Linked DNA regions of Zea mays: regions 1 and 3 are each linked to region 2. Evidence: chromatin contacts called from public Hi-C data. All regions are on one chromosome and are shown on one strand. The core of a region is the stretch at or near the end of the contact, and the rest is flanking DNA. Distances in the headings are between cores, read along the strand shown.

Region 1 (4,931 bases), core at 301-2,800, 200 kb after region 2:
CTTTTCTCGAAACCCCGTGCTCCACTATGCACCACGCGGTTTCTTTTTTTTTTTTTAACGTAGTACTGCTGCTGCACTACCGCTACACGCAACGAGAAAACTGCAGAGAGACGGCGGATTAGACGCCCCAAATTACAAATAGAAAGCAGCCTTCCGTCTCTTTCGTCAGAGAAGGGCTACTGGTACTGCTCTGCTGCTTCTACTACTAGCACCGGACGCCCTACCCGCCCGTCCCCGGCTTCCATCCCATGTGACCTGCCGGAACGTGGCACTGGCACCATGCTTGCGCGTGTATGGAAGAAACTGCACCACACACACCAGCCTGGCTGCCTTTTATCACGTACTATACTAGTAATACCACAGGATTTCGGGTTGCAGTTGCAGGCTTGCCGCTTTTACGCCATTTTGGGCCTCCTTTGGAACAAGGGAAAAGTGAAGGAATTTTAAAGGATTAAAACCCTATAGAAAGTTTTCCTATGTGGTCCTTTGGAACAAAGGATTGAGTTGCAACAAATCCTATAAAATTCCTATGGAATTGAGCATTGTAGTGAGATTTTGGAGGTTTTTTAACATGAGGTCCAACCTCTTGAAAATTTTCCTGTGGAATTGAAGGTGACATGCAACTCTATTCCTACATTTTTTCCATCCCTATGTTTTACTAATCCTCCATTCCAAAGGAGGCCTTGGTGTAGTAACTGCCCGCCCGCCCGCGCCGTGATCGAGAACCGAAGCGACGCGGAATGAATGGGCATGCCCGTGCAGGTAAGGCCACTACCACAGCGGGCGTCGAGGAATCTGTGCTGTCTGTCTTACCGGCGGTAGGAGACGGGGACGATGCCGGCGCGGTACTCGGCGATGTGGAGGAACATGGGCATGGCGAGGTCGAAGTGCGGGCGGGGCGGGTTGCACCAGCCGCCGTCGTCGGAGGGGAGCGCGTAGTTTGGCGGGCAGAAGTTGGTGGCCGTGACCAGGATGGAGGGCCTCCCTGGCCGGCACCACCGCCACCCGGGCTGCTCCTCGCACCTGATCTCGAAGCACGCGCCGCAGCGGAGCCCCTCGTCGAACAGCGCCGTGCTCAGCGCCGCGTTGTTCACGCCGTACCCCTGGCTGTACAGGTTGCCGTACCCGCAGGCGCCGCCTGCAGTGCCAGGTTTCCTTTCGTTTCATCAGCCAGACGACGTTTCTTTTGTATGTATGTATATGTATGTGTATGTATCCATGGATGGACGTACGTACCCATGGTGCCCGAAGCGTCGCTGCCGCCGTAGAACGTGGCGTGCGCGCTCTGCCAGCCGCCGCCGCCGCCGACGTACACGCCGGGAATGCGGGCGGCGGCGGGGGAGAGCGTCATCGCCGCGGCCACCACCAGCAGAAGCAGAGGCAGAAGCGGCGCCGGCATTGCCGCCATCACACTCCCTGAGTCCTCTCCCTCGCCTGCCGGTACAGGAAGCAGGACGGGCGCTGTCAGAGTCGGTGCTGCGGGCCCAGGCAGGCAGGCAGGCGGGCGAGCGAGCGGTGGCGACGGCGGCACAGGCCGGGAGCGGAGGTGTGGGGAGGGGCGAGTGGGAACGGCGGAGGGCGGGGTCGTATTTATGGAGGCACGAGGCAGAGCAGCCGATACTGGCGCGCGGGCCGGGGAGGAAAAGCGGACGAGAATGCGCGATTGATTGCCGGATTCAGCAGCTGATGCCGGGCCGGGAGTGCCGGTGGCGTGGTGGTACGTGTGCAGCTGCTGCTGCTACAGTGCCAGGCTGCTAGTTCTGCCCTTGCCTGCCTCGTCACGCAAACGGAGGGCAGTTGGGACCTTTCATTTCACTGCTTTTTCTATTTATTACTATAATTATTAAGTGTACTCTTTTTTTACTAGGAGTATGCATAATGGATTGGAATTGGATGCCGTGGGATGGGATCGTGACCATGCGTCTCATTCCGACCGTCTGAAGTAGCAGCGGTACACACTACAACTCGATGGCGTTTGCCGCGGCGCTGTCGAGTGAAAACCGTCACGCGCACAGTGGCCTGTGATCATGCCGCCGGTTGGACGGGAAGGGACGCCGGGACCCACGGATAGTTAACCTCGTTCGTTTACAATACAACGACTTGTCTCTCTCTCTCTCTCTTTCTTTGTCCCTGTCAGGGTGTGCTGTGTTTCTAAACGGGTCGTGAGACAATTCCCTGCGCCGACGTCCGGGAGCCAGTTTCTAGACCATTCCCGTAACAAAGCTGCAGAGTGTTGACCATTCCCGTGATTTGGCCGATCATTTGGTCGTGCCCCTTTTCCCCTCCTCTTTGCCGTGCCGGCGGCCCGGCCCCATGACCCACATCCATCCGAACGGGGGGAGCACCATGATTCGGGGCGCCGGACCATGAGGCACGCTGCAGGCAGACGGCCTGGTAAGTGGCCAGTGGCGAGGGGTAGCACGGCCGCGGCGGAGGCATGGTCTCGCTCACGGCTCACGGCTCACGGCTCAACCGCGCGGCGGGGAGACCAAAAGGCGGTGGCCCATCGGCGCCCGCACTGTACGCACGTTATCCGTGGGCGTGGACCGTCGGTTGGGTGGCCCTGGCCGCCGGCCGCGCTTTGCGTCCATCGCAAGTTGTGCGCCGCTCGCGCTCTGTCTGTCTGTCTGTCCCAGGCTCTGCTCTCCTGGCCGGTGGTGGCCGTCCTTCTCTTTCTCTCCGGTACCGCCTCTGACGGCGCGAGTGAGCCGGCTTTTCGCGTGTTCCTTTTTCCCGCAATGTTCCTGGAGGGTCCCCTGCCTGCATGTCTGCCGCCTGCCGACGGCCGGAGGTGTCCCTTTTCGCGGCGGCCGGTGCCTTTTGCTCCGCCAGGCCGTTCTCTGTGCCTGTGTCTGTGTGCTTCGCCTTCGCACGGCTACGATGGACGATGGCGTTGAAGTCACGGAGCGCACGGCATCGTATTGTCACCGGCACCGGCATGCATCGCTACAAGTGCGTGTGTGTATGCCGCGCATGCCTCCGGTCGGTCACCCCATCGGCAGACGATTGGAAAATGGAAACCAGTGTTGCCTGCGAGTCGCAGACTCAACGCGTGCCACGTAGCTAGACTGGACCAGGTCACCACGCAGACACAGGGTTGGTGTGTCAACTTAAATCTGACCATGCATGCTGCAAATGCAGCGCAGCCGTGAGCAGGCAGCAGCTCGTCTGTTCGAAATCATGGACGGCTCGGCTCGTACGTGGTAGATGATGCGGGCGGAGCGCACAGTGGTGGTTGGCCGGGCCCCGGCCCCGGGCTCGAACTTCGTCTCTGCTCTGCATGCGACGCGCAGCGCAGGGGCCAGAGGCCGTACGTACGTGCTAGTAGCGCCGTGACACACGTCACGTGCTGACTGGCTGTACGACGCACGCGCGCGGATCAATCGCCTAGCGCTACCAGATGACATGACACTGGCTGAGCTCTCACGGTGGTTGCGCCGCCGGTACCAGAATGTGAAGTGTCGCGGCGCGTGTTTTTTAGCGTCACGGGCCGTTTAGGTTTAGCCCGACGCCACGCACAAAAGGCAGTTTTGGCCGTCGACCACGCACAAAAGGCCGTTTAGTATCGTTTCCCGACGCGCCCACGTCCGAGGCGATGATGCCGGCGGCCTGGAGCAGATCACCTCTCGACTGCGGCACGGCACGGCGGCCGTACAGCGTTTTACCGGCAGCGGCAGGGCGACGGTTACCTAGCTCAACTGGCAGAGACCGTGAACGCGACTGCGGCACGCAGACACCCCCGGCATTTGCGGAGGAAATCGCACGGCGGTCCGGTCTGTCTGTTTGGCTTTGGCTTGCTTCGGTTGAGGGGTTTCGCTGCCCGCGCCCGTGCCCCCCGGGGCCGTGAATGCGATGGCGACGGTATCGGGGTACCTGGTGAGTGGGCGCGGCGAGGACGCGTCGTCCCGTGCCACTGCCACCCGTACGTACTATACCCGTGCCATGGCCATTGGCCAACGGCTTCCTTGGCCGCGCCAGCGGGGCGCGTGCGTGTCTTTGGGTTCGACGTCTCCCCCTCCCCCCCGCTGGTCCGGCGTGGATCGCCGGCTGCACCGGCGGCTCGGGGTCGTCAGGTCAACTCTGAGCTCCGACCGTTTGCAATCTCTCACTGTGCCAGTGCCGCCACTGCTTGTTCGGCTCAATCATTTTTTTGCAAGGTTATTGGTCAGCTGTACCCTGGACCCTGGAGTAGTAAGTAGGTTTACCAGGGTTGTTGCGGCCTCATAAAAGGAGGAGTAGGCCATATCTATCCTCCACACCATACTCTAGTCTCTAGTGGAGTGGTGTGCGTACGTACAGTACATCCTCCAACTAGCCAGTCCCGTAGCCATGTGAGCTTTGTCGTCGTGGCGCGAAGCAAAGCAGCACCCAGCAGGCAGCCGCCAAACGAGAGTCACACGCACAGCTCGCGGCACTTAACAGTGCGCGAGAGGACCTGCCGACGCCAAACAAGAGTCGATCTGACAGTGGCCTGTGGGTGGATGTGGACAGACAGACAGACCAAGGCGGTTCGGCGTCTTGGAACCCGCGCCGCGAACACGTACGTTACAGACGGAAGCATGCTCCGGTCCGGCCGTCCGGGTCCGGGTCCGGGTCCAGCGGTGATGTTGAGACAGCGAGTGCGAGGAAGAAGAAACGGTCCGGAACTGCGGCTGGGCTCGTTTGTTCTGCCCCCCCCCCCACCCCCAGGGGTCGCCGCTCTGGACGGAACAGCGGCACATGGATGGCGCCCGCCAAGTTTCCATGCGGTTGTTGTTGTTCACACGCCGTCGTGATCGACTCGTCGCTTAGTACTGTCGTCGGTGTCAGTTGCAATACAACCCATGTGCAGTGGGACGAGACGGAAAAGGTGTGTGCGCAGCGCAGTGCTCAAGTTCAGAACTCAGCGCTTGACGCTCGAGTCAGAGAGATTCGGGACGCTCTCTCGGTAG
Region 2 (4,718 bases), core at 1,380-3,879:
CTGAGCCTGCGGTGACAGAGCGAAGGGCTGCACGTGACGTACGGGGATGACCCGACGTAGTCTATTCTGAACATCTCCAGCAGCGCCTCGTTCCATTTCGGCTGTTTTAATGTAAAGGCGTGGCGAAGGTTGTGAGCGCAGGAAGGAAATAAAAAAAAATAAAATATATGCAGCAGATGATGGTGCTACTAGTTAAGCGTCGCTAGATGCACAAGCAGTCAAGCACATTCTCTGCACTTGGCCCGAAGCGAGAGAAGCTTCGCCTTCATTTGTTCAGACGAGCAGGCTATACTATGTTTGGCACAGCTTATTTTCAGCTTCTTCACAAATTTAAGCAGAGGTTCTGCCAAACAGGCAGCTTATCAGTTCGGCTGCTTCTCAGAATACACTAAAAGTAGCCAACAAGTAGAAGTTGCTTTTCACCAGCTTCTCAAATAAGCTGCTTTTTCAACAAGCACCAGCTGTGCCAAACAGGGCCATACACATGGTGGCTGTGAGACCCGAGTAATCTATTCGTTGTTCGTTGAAAATGTGGCCATGAGCTTTTAAGTCAAGGTCAAGGCAGTCCGTTTCCGTGTAAGAAGTGGACATGATTTCCACTCCAGAGAAATTAGAACTGACAACGATGTAGTATTTTTTTTCTCTCTCAAACTTTGGACCGGTTCCTGCTTTCCTTTTTTTGACCTCGATTGATCAAGATCTGAGTAACTACTTGTTGACCAACGAACCACAAGCAGCAAGGGTGTCATGTTTTGCACCTGTTGATATGATGAATGAGATTGGACTCTTTGTCTGGCCCTAGGAATTTAACCTTCCAATTTCGGATCTTCTTTCTTAGGACACAACAGAATTAAGCCAGTGGCATGGCATGATCATGGTCATCTAAAGCAAGTTCATCATGTGCATAAGCAGAACTGATGCAATTCATCAGATAGGAACTGACCTGTTTCAGGAAACCAGCTCCAAACGCTCTCGTCACCTTGAGCGAGCCCTTCACACGGTCCTTGGAGATCGCGGACGGGTCATCAGGGTGCTCGTTCCGTATTCTGCAGACTTCCTGTAAACGTATGAGTTACTGTGAGATCAGATCAGATCATCAAAAAGGACAATCTTCAATCCAACTGTGAATCGATCCAGTTACCTGCCGCACCGACGTGCTGTGTTCTGATGTAAGCTGCACAGCTGACAAGAGCGGCGTGCCATCCCCAACCAATCCATCACTGGTGACCTGCTCGACGTCTACACTGTCCATTGTTCCCAGGACAGCCCGGCTGTCACCTACATTCATGAGGTACATGTCCTCCCCTTTCATAAGCATGGCTAGAACGCAAGAGCCCATAAGCGCAAGCTCCGGGAACTCGCCGACCATCTTATCGGCCACGTCCAGGTAGGCCTCCTCGGTCTTGCGAAGCGCGCGCGCAAGCGCCTTAAGCACGGCGAGGTGGTCGTTCTGGCTGCTGCCCCGAGGAGGGCGCTGGGTCGGCGGCTTCAGGGCGCTGGAGCAGTCGCGCTCCCACTCGCACTTCCACCGCCGCTGGTCATCGTCGGCGCCGCGCGGCGGTCTCGAGCGGCGGGCGCGGCGGCGGCGGCGGTCCTGGTGATCTGAGGCCGTGGTGCTGGTCGTGGTCGGCTGGTCGGGGTGCGCGTCGCGCTGGTCCCAGAGCAGGCCGCGGAGCTCGCGGTGCACGGCGGCGTAGAGATGGGAGACGAGGAAGTCCGTGGCGTCGGGGCCGTTGAAGCCGTCGTAGATGCCGACGAACACCCAGCCCCGCTCCTCCGACACCACGACGTGGACGCGGTCCTCGCCGGCCTTCCCCTGCGCCCACTGCAGCTGCAGCCCGGCGCCATCGGGCGAGCCGAGGCCGAGGCCGAGGCCGAGATCCATCGAACCCTGAAGCTTCTCCGTCCGCGCGAGGATCGCGCGGGTGAGATCCCGCAGGCGGCGGCCGCCGTGCGACAGGCTCCGGCGGAGCGAGGGCACGGCGCCTCCCATGCGGCCGGACGTGGCGGCGCCAGGGAGCGGGCCGGACGACATGAGCGCGGCGTCGAGGGGGCCCGAGAGGAACCCCCTCTCTATGGGCCCGGAGAGGAACCCGGCCCCGGCCCCGGCGGGCGCGCAGATGGGCCCCGACGGGAACCTCGGGACCGGCTGCAGCGGCACGGCGGCGAACGACTCGGAGCTCTCGAAGCCGGAGGAGGAGGCCGCCGACTCGTCCGGCAGCAGCAGGAGGAGGGACGTGGAGAGCGGCGTGGAGACGTTGGCGCTGAGCGCGGCCCCCGAGATGGCCCGGAACGTGGTGGCGTCCTCGGCCGCCTTGGCGTCGGCGACCAGGTCGTCGTCCGCGGAGAAGGGCACGGGCACCTTATCCGGCCGGACGTAGCAGAAGGAGTGGCCGAGGCCCTCGTCGTAGGCGGGGTCCGAGGGGAGCGCGGCGGGCGCCACGTGCCCCGCGGCGCCGCCCGCGCAGCAGAAGCAGGCGAGGGAGTTGCCCATGGCGGGACGGGAGCGGAGCGGAGCGGAGGGTTGTGGACGCGGGGAGGGTTGGGTGGTTTGGTTATAATGGAAATGGAGGTGAGGGCGTGAGCAGAGTTGACTTGTGGGAGAGGAGGAGAAGGGGGGAGGAGAGTGGGTGGGTGGGGTTGAAATGCCTGAATAAATAAAAAGCTGGTTTTCCACCTCTAGGCGTTGACTCGCGTGGGTGTGCGAGCCCGCGAGGCAGCTGCGGCTGCGGGGCCGCGGCCGCGGGAGCCCTTCCCCTCGCCCCGGTCCGCTTCCTGCGTCGTCGTGGTGGCGGGGCCCGCCCGCGCCTCGGTGCGGAAACCTGATGCAACCTTCTGCGTCCGCGTCCGTGTGGCCGCTTGTGAGGCTGAGGTGAGCCGCACCATGCCTCGTTGCTGCCTGGACCTTTGCTTCTGTTCTGTATACACGGGTGATACTGAACTGGTGCCACGGTCACGGACCACGAGAGAGAGGAGACAATATGGTGGGCGATACGAAAATGACGAGCACGTGCCTTCCAGAAAGTCATACCTGGCACAGCGGGCCAGCCGCCAGCGGCACAAGAGACGGACGCGAGCGCAGACTTGAAGAGAAAGTCCAAAAGATCCAATCCTCAGCGCAGCGCCCCCGGGCCTCGGGACTAGGGATGAAAACGGTGGAAAACGATCGAAAAAACAGCTAAATTGTTTTTTGTTTTCATATTTTTTTGGTCGGAACGAAAACGAAAACGAAAACCAACGGTCGAAATACGGGATCGAAAGTGTCGGTTATTCAAAAACGATCGAAAACCATAAACTATAGTCGGAAAGATAACTATTTTGTAGTTTTATCAAAAAACATAATAAAGTGATGTATTGCCTAATTTTTAAAATTTAGAAATATATAAATAACTCTTTTTCATCATTCATATTAGTAGAGTAATTATAACATTTACTTTTCGCGTATTTATTCACTTGAACACAACAAAATTCTATAACTTAAATAAATTATATGCTAAACATATCTCATATTATATAAAACGGTAGAAAAACAGTATTAGCACGACTCGGAAACGACGAAAAACTAACTAAATCATTTTCGTACCGTTTTTATCGGTTCCTGAACAATTCAAAAACGATCGGGAAAAAACAGTATTCGAAACGGGACGGTACGAGAATTTCCCGTCCCGTTTTCATCCCTACCTTGGACATCGGCGGCTTGCCGATACGAACGGCCGGGCCGTCTGGAATTCGGCAGCCGAGCCGTGGATCCTAGCTCGCTCGCGACGACGACGCGGTTGCCATGCCGCGTGACTGACCCAAGCCGATGCAGCGTCGAGACCGCACGGAACAGGCGTCCGCTTCCGCGGTGGCAGCGGCAGGTGGGCGAACCGGCCACGCCACTTCCACTGGGGCGCTCCGGTTCGGTGCACACAGCCAACCAATCGGAGGATGATCCATAACCTAACAACCACGCACACAGGTCAGCGCGGGCGGGTGGATTTTTTATTTTTTTTTTCTCCCGCTGTCCGACGCTGGAAAGGCTGCGAACTAGTGGAGGGCTGGAGCGTTTGAGTTGGTCGCCGGTCGCACGCATGTGTGGCTGCAACTGCAGTCTGCGTTCCATGCGTGTGCGTCGCAACCTTTGGAGTTGGAGTGAGTTCGTTCGTACGGACGGGCTGAAGCGTTCTCACTCCGTGACTTTTCCGGCGCGGCATCTGGTATTCTGGTCCCATCCTCCGAGAGCTGAATTCATCAGCTCTGTAGCTCCTGTAGGCGGTAACCGGTAGCTCCAGTGTTTGTTTGGTTCAACTTTCTCTCAACCAGATTCGCTATCAAAAATCAAAAATCTCGACTAAACGAGTACAACAGCGGAATAGATTCATCCATATTATAGGCTATCACGTTCTTAAAAAATTTACATATGATAGTTGTATCTTTACACCATATAAAATAAATAGAAACATGAGCCACGTGAATCAACATTCGTCGTATCTTCTCATCCACACAAACATAACGAGACTCAAACTACCTCTACATATAAATAAGGGAAAGGTCATCACCGTTGCTATCAACACCAACCACAAAACTGTGTTTTCGTAGAGAACTCCTACAACCACGAAGATTTACATATAAGATTTGTCCGTTCTAGCGGCTAGGATCTCATAAAATCCAAGATACATAACACATGTATCAAAAACAAGGTTTGTCTCGTGAACCCGAACCCTTTCGGATTTTGG
Region 3 (4,462 bases), core at 772-3,271, 180 kb before region 2:
AGCTGCATATAGCCCTCTCAATGGTGACTATGACCTAGGTGCCACCTTGCTTAGCGCTTACCACATTTTAGGAAAATGTTTTTGATTTCATAATCTGTCTAGAAGCCCAGGTGATGCTTCAAGGAGCTCATTGTGCAAAACACCCAATGCCTCAAAACAAACTCCTAGTCTTATGCGGTTATGCCAGCTCTAAGTTAAGTAGAATTCTTCATATATTAACAAGAGTGTGACACAGAACATTTCACTACAGATTAACTCTGGGCCAGTCATGGTTGGACTTGGCATGGGCTCAAAGGACGGGTCAAGGCTACAAAAAATAAAACATGCAATTGAGAAAACACCTAAAATAGTGCTCTTCTTGCTGTAGTGTTGAAACTAAAAAAAAAGTCTGCTCAGAATGGAAAAAAATTGAGCATCCTAAGAACCTATTGACAAGATAATGCTGCCAGATCTATGTTCATTTCTAGAGAAAACTGTTCCTAGTCACCATGTTCGGAACACAAATAAACTATATAACTTACATCATAACCAAACATGTTATTAAGATTGTGAGTAAATGAGACAATGCTGACATACTACAGTACCATGATCAACTCAGTAGAAAGAAGGTAGTAAATGTTCAAATAAAATAGCATTCCCTCTCCCTCATCTATTTTCATTTATGTCAAGGAATAATTCAATATCTAAGCACATGGTATTTGTTAAAGCACTACTATTTTTGAAAAATAAGGAGCATCCATCTTGGAGAGCTGAGAAATCAAATAACCTGAATTCCCTGCACGAGAAATCCGAGCGGTGCCCATCTTTGGATCCAGCTAAATGGAGGATACACAAGGATCTGCAATGCTTGAACAGAATTCCATATGAAAGGGCATCTTGTTTTAGAAACTCTTCTCACTGCCTCAAGAGCAACGACCTTGATCAGAAATGATGCCACATGGCCTATTGAACCCCCACCCAAGATCAGTTGCTTCGATGGCACAATGCGGTTCACACACTTAGGTGAAATGGCCTTTGCTGGTGAAGCAACCAGCGTGCCCTGATACTTCTTGTCATTGCCTGCTTGACTTGAAGGTTGCAAGTGCTTGCTTGCATTCGCCATTGCTTCGAAGCAAAAGCAGAGGCAGAAGACAGGCCCTGCTATTCACATGTACCACCAGCTTCAGCAAAAAACAAACCAGGTGCCTCTAACCACTGCAGAAATATCATGAACAGGAGCATAATAAATGTGTAGCAATAAGCACAATGCATACCAACAGCTGAATTAGCAACCAAGGAAGAACATACCGAATACACCTAAATACATGATGACCACCAAAAGAAACAAGTAATAAAAGGTGTCTTCAGGCCTAAACCGAGCAATTATGATGTCCTAGTATAAGCTGAATTAGAGGTTCACACGAAGTGCGCATTGTTCACTCGCTCAGCACACAGAAAGGCGGACTTAACGAGGGGGTGGGGTTTCAGTTGGTTGAGACCCAATCTATTTGGAAAATAACAGCTATTACTACAAACCCGCCAGCCACCAGCCACCATCCACCAAACAAATGCTTAGCTAACCGCAATGATGGAGGGATTCCACTATACATCCCGGCAAGACTGATCTAGATTAGATCGCTGAATGGTCACATCGTATACAGTTATACACTAAGATGAGATCTCACGAAGCATGCACACACAAAAAAAACGCACTCGTGGAACAATCCGCCATCCCGAGTGATCCAGCATCCAGCCGTCCTTCCTTACCGACAAACGAAGAAATCAACCCAAACACAGCTGGGCCTCCAAGCGACTCCGGCCTCCGCGCCGCGCCGCAAAAGGAGGCGAGGAGGAAGACGGCTCCAGGATAAACTCCCTCCAGGTGGTCCGCGCCGGCGGAAGGAGACCTGCTCACCGGCCGCTATTTAGGGCTGGAATGCCCCTCGGATCGGGAAACGGCCGCGGATCTGAGGGAGTGTCGGGGACGCAAGCGGGAGAAGTGAGGAACACGAACACTCCCGCGGCCGCCGCGCGGGGGAAGAGGAGAAAGAGATGCGTGGGCGGAGTCGGGGCAGAAGAACAGAGACAGAGACAGAGACAGAGACAGGTCGCGGCTCAGAGGAAAAGTGTGCGATCGTGTCCCTTCTCGTGCTACGCGTGGGCGTGGTGGTTCGTCCGCGGGCGCTGCGGCGTGGGCCTAGCCCAGAGGACCATACCATACCAGACGACCACTGGAGTGGGTTCCGCCGGACCCCGTAGGGTACTGGATGGATGCTCCGAGGCTGGAGCGGAGCTGGATTCGTCGCGGTCGTGACGTGCGAACGTAGACAGAGCCCAGTTCATCATTGGCAATACAGCAACGGTTAGACCTTTGAAATTTTTCGGGCCGGCCCAAAAACCGGATGTTTTGGTAGGAGGGAAAAAATCACGTACGGGTGTCGGATGATCTGTTCCTTGGCCTGTTTTACAAATGAACCAAAAATATATTTCTCTATCTCTATATCTACTATTATAATACACATTTTCAGATAGAATCGTGCACGGAACCGTTTTCACCGTCGTCTATCTCCCCACGCGCTCCACCCCGCCCTGCGGCCCCTCCCCACCGACTTCCACGCCAGCTGCACGTCGCGTCGTCGCCCGCACAACCGCCTCCGCGTACTCTGTGCCACTAAACTCGGCAACGACCACCCGCTCCCCTAGCTCCGCCCGCTATAAATCGCTTGGAGGTCGCCCCACTCACCCGCGACGCCACCCTCACGCCGCCAGTCGCCCTCGACCTCATCGTCTTTGGCATGGCCACCATCGCGTACCCGCTCGCCTCCGCTAGCTCCACGAAGGCGTCGCATGAGCCTCATTCTGTTCGGGCTTTGCTTCGACGACTTTGCGTGGCAACATGCCAAAAAAAACCTAACTCCAAATCGCGGGTGACTGGATCCAGGTCCGCCTCCCCTCCCCTTGATCACTGAAAGGGAATTAGGCTTACACCTAGTTCCTAAATAATTTTGGTGGATGAATTGTCCAACACAAATAATTGGACTAACTAGTTTCCTCTAGTGTATAAGTTATACAGGTGCCAAAAGTTCACACTTAGCCAATAAAAAGACCAAGTATTGGGTTCAACAAAAGAGCAAAGGGACAACCAAAGGCACCTCTGGTCTGGCGCACCGGACTGTCCGGTGTGCCACCGGACAGTGTCCGGTGCACCAGAGGACTCCAGCGCAAACTCGTCACCTTCGGGAAATTCCAGAGGCAACTCCACTATAATTCACCGGACTGTCCGGTGCTCCAAGGAAGAGCGGCCTCAGGAACTCGCCAGCTTCGGGAAACTGCAACGGCTGCTCCGCTATAATTCACCGGACATGTCCGGTGTACACCGGACTGTCCGGTGTAACAGCGGGGCAACGGCTATTTCGGCGCCAACGGCTACCTGCAGCGCATTTATTGCGCGCCAGCGCGCGCAGAAGTCAGGCGTGCCCATACTGGCGCACCGGACACTCTACAGTACATGTCCGGTGCGCCACCGGACATCCAGGTGGGCCCAGAAGACATAGCTCCAACGGCCAGAACCCAACGGCTTTGGTGACGTGGCTGGCACACCGGACATGTCCGGTGTGCACCGGACTGTCCGGTGCACCATACGACAGACAGCCTCCACCAAACGGCTAGTTTGGTGGTTGGGGCTATAAATACCCCAACCACCCACCATTCATTGCATCCAAATTTTCCAATTCTCAACCACTTACAAGAGCTAGGCATTCAATTCTAGACACACCAAAGAGATCAAAATCCTCTCCAATTCCACACAAGGCTTTAGTGATTAGCGAGAGAGATTTGTCATGTTCTTTTGAGCTCTTGCGCTTGGATTGCTTTTTTTCTTTCTCACTTGTTCTTGTGATCAAAACTCCATTGTAATCAAGGCAAGAGGCACCAATTGTGTGGTGGCCCTTGCGGGGAAGTTTTGTTCCCAGTTTTGATTTGAGAAGAGAAGCTCACTCGGTCGGAGGGACCGTTTGAGAGAGGGAAAGGGTTGAAAGAGACTCGGTCTTTGTGACCACCTCAACGGGGAGTAGGTTTGCGAGAACCGAACCTCGGTAAAACAAATCCTTGTGTCACACTCCTTATTTGCTTGAGATTTGTTTTGCACCCTCTCTCGCGGACTCGTTTTTATTTCTAACGCTAACCTGGCTTGTAGTTGTGATTATTTTTGAGAATTTCAGTTTCGCCCTATTCACCCCCCCTCTAGGCGACTATCAATTGGTATCAAAGCCAGGTTCTTCATTAGAGCCTAACCGCTCGAAGTGATGTCGGGAGAACACGCCAAGAAAGAGATGGAGACCGGCGACAAGCCCGCTACAAGCCACGGGAAAGCTTCATCGGAAGAGTCCCACAAAAAGGGAAAGGGGAAGGAGAAGAAAGCCTCTTCCCACAAGTCGCATCGGAGTGGGGACAAGAAAAAGAAGATGAGGAAGGTGGTCTACTA

Evidence for each region. Hi-C and Micro-C count contacts between places; a contact is called where the count stands out from the background.
Region 1: a Hi-C map of leaf shows a contact between it and region 2, with 10 times the contacts expected there. The contact joins the promoter of LOC107325939 here to the promoter of LOC103644256 in region 2. A contact is called at or near these places in 14 of 25 Hi-C or Micro-C datasets (bundle sheath, ear, endosperm and 5 more) and 1 of 3 datasets of contacts at active chromatin or transcription factors (leaf).
Region 3: a Hi-C map of leaf shows a contact between it and region 2, with 5 times the contacts expected there. The contact joins the promoter of LOC100285414 here to the promoter of LOC103644256 in region 2. A contact is called at or near these places in 5 of 25 Hi-C or Micro-C datasets (bundle sheath, ear, endosperm and 2 more).

What each region holds. Positions count from the first base shown.
Region 1 is chr1:300,685,072-300,690,002 of Zm-B73-REFERENCE-NAM-5.0, forward strand. LOC107325939 (alpha-expansin4) reads right to left here and starts at 1,551. Exons shown (of 3, transcript NM_001320914.1): 1 at 1,237-1,551; 2 at 814-1,138. The coding sequence starts at 1,408.
Region 2 is chr1:300,485,614-300,490,331 of Zm-B73-REFERENCE-NAM-5.0, forward strand. LOC103644256 (protein phosphatase 2C 35) reads right to left here and starts at 2,630. Exons shown (of 4, transcript XM_008667462.4): 1 at 1,142-2,630; 2 at 944-1,057; 3 at 1-101. The coding sequence starts at 2,494.
Region 3 is chr1:300,304,397-300,308,858 of Zm-B73-REFERENCE-NAM-5.0, forward strand. It overlaps LOC100285414 (CRAL/TRIO domain containing protein), which reads right to left and starts at 2,022. Exons shown (of 7, transcript NM_001158307.1): 1 at 1,747-2,022; 2 at 767-1,140. The coding sequence starts at 1,102.